Linked DNA regions of Mus musculus: region 1 is linked to region 2. A link is a contact called in public promoter capture Hi-C data. All regions are on one chromosome and are shown on one strand. The core of a region is the stretch at or near the end of the contact, and the rest is flanking DNA. Distances in the headings are between cores, read along the strand shown. Region 1 holds the start of Ntsr2 (neurotensin receptor 2). Region 2 holds the start of 2410004P03Rik (RIKEN cDNA 2410004P03 gene).

Region 1 (4,222 bases), core at 45-2,544, 360 kb after region 2:
CAGCTACACATAAGAGACAAAACAGTAGAAAAAGCTCATGGATTATAAATGTGGGAGAAGGCAGGTGCTGTGCAAATGGCACATACTCTACTCCTGGCCAGTGCCCTTGAGCTTCTAACAGCTCCCTCCTCTTCTGCTCTGTATCCACTTCAGTTGTGCAAGTGTTTTTCTTCCTGACAAACCCTTCTGTTCTACCACCATATGTGTGCCCCTAGTCTAATCCATTGTTCTGGCACACCCGGACTTGAAAATCTCAAGCAATAGCTGCAAGACTCCAGTCCACACCTGGCCAGGAATTCAATGCAGAAGATATGATGGTCCAGTCATCTATGCAGCCCCTAATCCCACACATGTCCTGATGCACCAGCCAGCATGCCTTTCTGCACTTTCACATGTTTACCCTTCCAGATCCTCTGTGTGCTCACGGGTAGTGAAGGGATGCTGCTTGCACCCTTCCTTGGTCCTTTGAATATCTGGGAAGGACCCTGGAGGAGTTGCTTTAGTTTCTTTCACTACCCCAGTGTGTGTGTGTGTGTGTGTGTGTGTGTGTGTGTGTGTGTGTGTGTGTGTGTGTGTGTTAAAGGCTAACTGTAGGACATAGGTTTCCCCTTCTACTGTACCCCACTCCCCACTCCCTTACCTGGATGAAGACCTGGAGCGTGGCGCGACTTACTAGCACCGTGCACACACGCGAGGCAGGCTCAGGCTCCCCGTCGGCCCTCTCCATTTCGTGCTTCTGTCCCATGATAACCGCCATGGGCAGGGCAAGGCCCAGAGAGGCGACCCAGACTAGTGACAGCAGGCGGCGGGTGCGGCGCGGGGTGAGCAGGCGGCGGGCGCGCAGCGGCTGGCACACGGCCAGGCAGCGCTCTGCGCTCAGGCTGGCCACGCTCAGCACCGTGGCGTAGGCGCACAGCTCACGCACGAAGTAATAGCCACGACAGCCGAGATCGCCGAAGACCCAGGGGTAGTGGGACCACACGAAGTTGTAGAGCTCCATGGGCACGCTGATCAGCAGTAGCAGCAGGGCTGACAGTGCCAGGCTGAGCACGTGGTAGCGCAGGCGCCCGGGGCGACCCGCCCGCGCCTTCAGCACCACGTGCACGGACAGCGCATTGCCGGCTGTGCCAAGCGCGAAGATGAGCGAATAGAGCGCGGTGAACAGCACCTTGGCCCAGAGGCGAGTGTCCACGCCCAGCCGCGCCTCCAGGCTCAGCCCTGCACTGGGGCTGGGCCTCGGGGGCCACAGGCTGCTGGTCTCCATCTCTGTCTCGTGGTGGCCTGATCTCCCTCCCTCTCACTGCCCAGAGCCTGGGCTAGCTGCCCGGGGAGCCAGCACCACCTCCTTTCTGGGAACCTCCAAAACTGGGAGGACACGCCTCTGGAGGGAGTTCCAGAATCAGTCTTCAATCTTTCTGCCATTTGGCTCATCCAGAAAAGCACGTGTTGGTGGAAGAAGGTGGGGGAGGACATCCTTTGAGGTTCACCTGGATGGCATTGCTGGTAAGCCATGTGACCCGTGGGTAGGTTTTTAAAAGCCCTCTGTCCCCACCCCATTGCTTTTCAACTTTAAAATACTACCCATGCTGCAGAATTTCTCTAGGGATCAAATGAGTTAATTGGCAGGCAGATGCTCAAGCTACAGTACAGACAGACAGACACAATTTGAACTTCGCAACATCCCTCACCCCCGTCTGTTTGTTGTCATTTCTATGAGCAATCTGAGAAAGAGACAGCTCAGAGAAGGCTTTGCCAGGCTTCAGCAACTTTGCTCTCATTAACCTGGCTGCCTCTGTGTGATGGTTTGTATGTGCTTGGCCCAGGGAGTGGCACTATTAGAAGGCGTGGCCTTAGCCGGGCATGGTGGCATACACCTTTAATCCCAGTACTTGGGAGGCAGACGAATTTCTGAGTTCGATGCCAGTCTGGTCTACAGAGTGAGTTCCAGGACAGCCAACCCTGTCTCAGAAAAACAAAAAACAAAAAACAAAAAACAAAAAACAAAAAAAGGCATAGCCTTGTTGGAGTAGGTTTGTCACTGTGCGTGTGGGCTATAAGACCCTCATCTTAGCTGCCTGGAGGTTAGTCTTCTCATAGCAGCCTTCAGATGAAGATGTAAAACTCTCAGCTCTGCCTGTACCATGCCTGCCTGGATGCTGCCATGCTCCTGACTTGATAATAATGGACTAAACATCTGAACCTGTAAGCCAGCCCCAATTAAAAGTTGTCTTTATAAGAGTTGCCTTGGTCATGGTGTCTGTTCACAGCAGTACAACCCTAACTATGACACTCTGTCGCAGTAATAACCTCAAGAAGGTGGCCAGTGCACGCACCCTCCTGGTATCACACTGTCCCAGGATGTCACCCTCAGAGCAGAGGGACGAGTGTGTGTTAAATCTGTTAAACTGTGCGTATTTGTGAGCTCATGAAGAAATGAGAACTCTGGAGCTGGAAGACTTTTTGGATACCCATCTTCCTGTTCAGAGGAGGTCTAGTGTCTACTGGGGACAGAATTAGATTGACACCCATACCTCCGGATTCTGTTTTTCCAACCTCACAGGTTGTATGGCCCAGTGACAATCAGTTTCATCTTCTTCCAGATCCATATCCACAATGAAACTGAGATTTATTCTCCTTCTATATGGGAAGGCTTCTGAGGTGGGGAATGGACGGGGAACAACACGCACTCCATGCCTTTATCTCCAAACCAGAGTTGGAGAGATGAGCACGCAGGCAGATACAGAGAAGCACAGCGTTGCGGAGCAGAACCAAAGCCTCTCTTCCCTGAAGATGCTCTTGTCAGGTTTGTCTGAGCATCCCTGAAAGTAGCTAATACAATGCGCTTGCTCAGCTCAAACATAAGCACATCTTGAAGGGCTATATTTACTGTAAATGCCTTTATTAAACAAAACATTGGCTTTACCTCCCGAAGCTGCCAACTAACCATACTTCTACCGCAGGGACTCTTCTACCAACCCAGAGCAGACACTGTGGCTATGTAACTATAACCCATGAAATATTTCTGGATTTGCATTATGAAAGCCATTCCCTCCTGTCCCCCGTGGGACCCATTACAATGCTGGGCACTGGCTGATTCATGCATCGCTATTTGCTCAAACATACCTTATGCAGTGTAACTGCGTGTCAGTTAGCTGGTTTACAATGCCAAAAGTGAATTAAGTCTGCACCTCACCCTGAGAGACTGCTGTGCTTGTTATGATTTGAGACACAAATAACAGACCCTCCCTGGCACATTCAGAGTGTGTAATAAGGGGGCTGGACGAGAGAACTCTGTTGAAATTGCCCCCATTGTGGCCTGTGAACTGGCCGACTCTTCACCTGGAAATTCCTGTCTAACCCCAAGAAAGTTTGTGGAGTTATGTGTGGCTCTCAGAATGACCCCAGCAATGTCATCCCCACACACTAAGCTATCCCCTCAAAAGTTAGAAGAAGAAGAAATCATTCTGTGATGTCGGAGAAGTCTTGGCCTTGGCAGGGGACAAGCATGAGAAGGGTGAAATCATGGCAGAAATCATGGGTGAAATCAGTGTGCTATCCTAAAAAGTTAGAGACTTCTGCAACTGGTGATGTTCAAAATAGAACCGAGCTTTTAGGGCTGAGGACACAGACCTGAGGTGTCCCAGTGGTGGTGAGGACGGCAAGGCATGGACTCACAGATAACAGCCCTCCTGGGCACAGTCTAAGTGTCACATAAGAAGAGCTCTGGCGAATATGAGGACTCCAATTCCATCTTCAAAACCCAAGTGAGAATGCCAAATGTGGTCGCACACGCTTAAAAGCCCAGGGGTATGTTGATGGAGGCCAGATGGGAAAGAAAAGGCTGCTGGAGGTCGAGCAAGTCCCCCTAAGCCCTGCCAGATTCTAGGGGACAGAGATGGATAAGAGCTGCATGGTTCTGGCTGTAGTTTCACCCCAATGTTGAGCCCATGCTTGAGCCTCATTGGTGGTCACTTCCCTGTTCTTGGCATGCTACCTAACTGTAACTCCCCATTTAACACTACTTAATTCAATCCCGGCATCGGCAACATATAAGCCTTAAATAGCTCAATGGCTGGACCACTTCCTAACCTTCACATGGCTAGTCCACCCTCCGATATTCCCAAATTACTAAAATCTATATTACATCCTTGCTGACCTAGCCCTAGATGTGTAACCCTCTTGGGCTGTGATCTCCTGACTCCTACAAGGTGTAGGATCTATG
Region 2 (4,026 bases), core at 488-2,987:
AGTGTGACTCTGTGTAGGACCTATGTCCACAAAAGCTGCCTGGGGTTGTTGGGAGGCTCCTCAGTATCAATGACAGGATGCTGTGGGCTCTCTGGGCTTTCAGAAGGAACATACATTGTTGCCCTGGTTAGTTTACCTCAACTTAACACAAGCTACAGTTATCAGAGAGGAGGTAGCATCAGTTGAGAAAATGCCTCCATAAGATCCAGCTGTAAGGCATTTTCTCCCCCCCCTTCCTCCATAATCCATTAAAAAAAACTTTTTATTGATTCTTTGTGAATTTCACATCATGCACCCCAGTCCCACTTATCTCCCCACCCTTTGCCCTTGCAACCTCCCCCCCCCCCAATAAACACACAAACACACACACACACACACACACACACACACACACACACACACACACAAGAAAGGCATAGAAAGCATCTCATCATAGAAGCTGCAGTGTGGCACCGTGTGTCCCACAGTGTATCCCTCTGTCCACACATCTTCACTTGCAGATGTTCATCGCAACGAGTCATTGGTCTGATTGGAGATCTCTGGCTTCTGTGACACATCAGTATTGAATCCTCATTGGGACCCCCTCCTGGTCATCATACTGTTGCTCTGTGTCATGGAGATCCTGCAGCTTTGGAACAGCAGGACTGGCCCTTTCATGTGTCCCAACCATCTGCAAATGATAAAGATTTTGGAGTGGGCCAATTCAGAGCCCTGGGTCTGGGCCCAGGTGGTAACTGGGGTGGTTAGCACTCAGTCAGCTCTCCCTTCTTTGCACCTCCAGGGAGAGCTCTCCAGCGCTGCTCCAGCTAGACCACCCAGTGCTGACATGGGCAGGAGGCAGGTTCTGCTCTCCTTTCCTGATGCCCTCTGGGCAGGCCCATGTGCTCCCACTCCTCCAGAGCCAGCTCCACTGTGCTGCCCAGTCAAGGCTTGTGGCCCATTCTCCCTAGGGCTGCAGCCTTCAAGGGCCTGGGCTAGTTCTCCTGCCCTCTTACCCTTAGGGCTGGATCATCCCTGCCTTCACTATTAGGACCACTATGCTGCCCAGTTGAGGTGCAGGGCCAGCTTGCCTGAGTGCTACTGCCAGTGAAGGGGTGGGGCTAGTAAGGCATTTTCTTAATTAGTGATTGATGGGGAGGGCCCAGGCCATTATGTATGGTGTGATCCCTGGGCAGGTGATCCTGGGTTCTAAAACATAAAAGGCTGAGGGCTGGAGAGTGGCTCAGTCGTACAGATAGCTCAGCTCACTGGGTGCTCTTCCAGAGGTCCTGAGTTCAACTCCCAGCAACTACATAGTGGCTCACAACCATCTATAATATGGTCTGATGCCCTCTTCTGGCATGCAGGTGTACATGCAGATAGAGCACTCATACATAAAATAAATAAATAAAAATTTTTAAAAGATAGCAGGCCGAGTAAGCCATGGGGAGCAAGCCAGTAAGCAGTACCCCTCCATGGCTTTTGCATCAGCTGCTATCTACAGGTTTTAGCCCTGTTTGAGTCCCTGCCCTTACTTTCTTCAGCGATAGATTACGATATGAAAGTGGACGCCAAATAATCCATTTCCTTCCCTACTTGCTTTGGTCATGATATTCCATCACAGCAATTAAAAACCCTAAGATGTCTTCTCTTCCTGCCCCTGGTCTCTCGTCCCTTCGTCTGGGACCCTGAGTTCTCCACCAGGGGGCAGCACAGGGTCTTGCTCCAGTTCACCAGCTCTGCGGAACACGGAGCACTCACAGCTTTTGGAGACTCAGCAGACACTGTCCCGCTCTCCCGCCCAGGGGAAGAGCTGGGCAAAGCACCTACCATCTGCACCCCACCGAGTGGCTCCGAAGTCTTTGGAGGGCGCACAGTGGGTCCGCCCCTTCCGCATGCGCACTTGGGAGTCGCCTGTTCCCTGGGCGACAGTCAACACAAGCAGGGCTGCAAAACACAGCTGGGCGCAGATGCTGCCCCAGCCTGGAGAGTTTTTGTCCCCCATCAGTCACTCTCTCTGAGCTCGAAATCCGGTGAGGGACGAAGCGGGAGCACCTTGTGCAGGTTATCCTGGGTTCAGGCAGAAAGTCTCAACCAGTCTTTCTCTTTTCTCTCCCTCTCCTGATTCTCCAGTCCCCCATGGGCAGCCAACATCGTGGGCTACCAAGAACCACATCCGCTGGGTACAAACCGCCCCCTACCAGGCAGCTTGCCTCAATTTCTGCGGCCCTGGGGGATGGCCCTGCTGCAAGCAGGGCTCTCGCCGGTGGTTGCCAGGGGACCCCAGCCCTGGGTGTGCAACAGGACCAGCTGTGGAGGGAGCTTGTGGAAGCCGAAGCACGAGGCCAGAGGCGTTGGTGAGTGTCCTGCCCCCCCTTCTCCCCGAATCTCTCACATCTCCATCCACCTTGGGGGGTCTGAGAAAGTGCAGAGGAAAGAGTTCAGAATATATGGAAAGATCAGAGGGGGAGAACGTGGAAGTAGGGTGCAAGAGAGGCCAGCCTAGACCCAGACTGTGACTAAAGCAGCTAGGGCCTCATTCCCAACAGATAGCTGGGAATATAGGTATAGACAGGGCTCTGGTCCCATCTATGGCCACACAACAATCTCTCTGTCCCTCCTCTTCTGGGAGGAAGCTGGCAGCTGGAAGCCATGGCACTGCCTGGGGCGGGACTCTGGCCTGGGGGTGGAGGTGGGGGTAGGGAGCTTCCTTCCTGGTTTCATTCAGTGATGGATACCAGGAGAAGCCTGGTAGGTTTGCCCAGAGTTCCAAGGGGGCCTGGCTTCCTGGACCCCAAGAGAAGTAGGTAGACTAGGCAAGTATGATGACTCAGAGCTGTACGCCCAGTGTGAGTTTGAAGTTAGTAAGACAAAACCAAAGACTGTGGAGTGGCTGAAGCCCAGTGGGAAGGAAGATGGCTACTGAGCAACCACTTAAAACTGTGAAAAGTCTAAATGAAGGCTTTCCAAATACACACGCCGGTGGCTGCATTTTTAGTTTCTTTTCGCCCCTCCTTTAGTCTGGCGATCAGACTCAAGGTGGTAGCAGTCACTCCATCAAGGAGCTCATTCACATAAACATAAGCACATGTCAGAATTTCCTTCTTCAGGGCAGAGTAATATTCTATTCCATGAAAAAAAAATCATTTTCACATGTTGGCTGTTGTTAGGTGTCACAGCAAACAGAGGAGAGCAGATTTCCCTTTGAGACCTGGCTTCCCATTTTTCAGATAAAATTTTCAGAAGTGGAACCGGTTCTAGTTTTGTTGGGAGGGACTCTCCTGCTGTTTTTCACAATTTCTGCCCTACTTTGCATTTCCATTAACAGTGTACAAGGACTCCAAGTTCTCACCAACCCTGCTGATGCTCACTGGTTGTTTTTAGTGCCTCCGTCCACCTAATTAGATGGTCAGAAACACAACCCTAGGCTGGCAACTGGTGATAGTATTGGAGTGGAGTTGTCAAGCTGTCAATCAGACACTGTCACTAGCGAGATAGAAATGGGATTAGAGGGTGCTCCCTATTGCTTTAGAATTGCTTCCGGGGAGCTGGGGTGTCCCTGGAATATCTGGCAGAATCCACCCCCTGTGTTGGTTGTGGTGTGAGGACACAGGAGAGACGCAGGGCATTCACTCTCCTCCTAACATGGCCTTTGTGGGGGAGCACTATTACCCCAAAAGACTTCATTAAAATATGTAAACTTGGTACTAGAGCGATGCCTCGACGGTTAAGATCACTTGTTCTTACAGAAGACCCAAGTTCAGTTGCTTGAACCCACATCTAGCGGCTCATGACTGCCCACAACACCAGGTTTAAGGAATCTAGCACCCTCTTTTGGTCACCACAGGTACTGCACACACAGTATGCAGTGCACATACAGACACATGTGCATTCTTTAAAAATTTGCAGTATGTAAAGCTGAGTCCTAACATGGTGTTTTAGTTACCTTTCTATTGCTATGATAAAACACCATGACTAAGGCAGCTTATAAAAAAGTATTTAATTTGGGGCTCGTGGTTCCAGAGGGATAGAATCTGTGATCATCAT

The links. Promoter capture Hi-C pulls out the DNA fragments that hold promoters and counts their contacts.
Region 1: a contact with region 2 is called in a promoter capture Hi-C map of neural stem cells. The contact joins the promoter of Ntsr2 here to the promoter of 2410004P03Rik in region 2. A contact is called at or near these places in 5 of 39 promoter capture datasets (cranial neural crest, embryonic stem cells, neural stem cells and 1 more) and 3 of 484 Hi-C or Micro-C datasets (all in embryonic stem cells).

The regions. Positions count from the first base shown.
Region 1 is chr12:16,650,542-16,654,763 of GRCm38.p6, reverse strand. It overlaps Ntsr2 (neurotensin receptor 2), which reads right to left and starts at 1,294. Exons shown (of 4, transcript NM_008747.2): 1 at 641-1,294. The coding sequence starts at 1,264. It also overlaps a transcript of Lpin1 not described here.
Region 2 is chr12:17,009,438-17,013,463 of GRCm38.p6, reverse strand. 2410004P03Rik (RIKEN cDNA 2410004P03 gene) reads left to right here and starts at 1,737. Exons shown (of 5, transcript NM_001201332.1): 1 at 1,737-2,012; 2 at 2,113-2,336. The coding sequence starts at 2,119.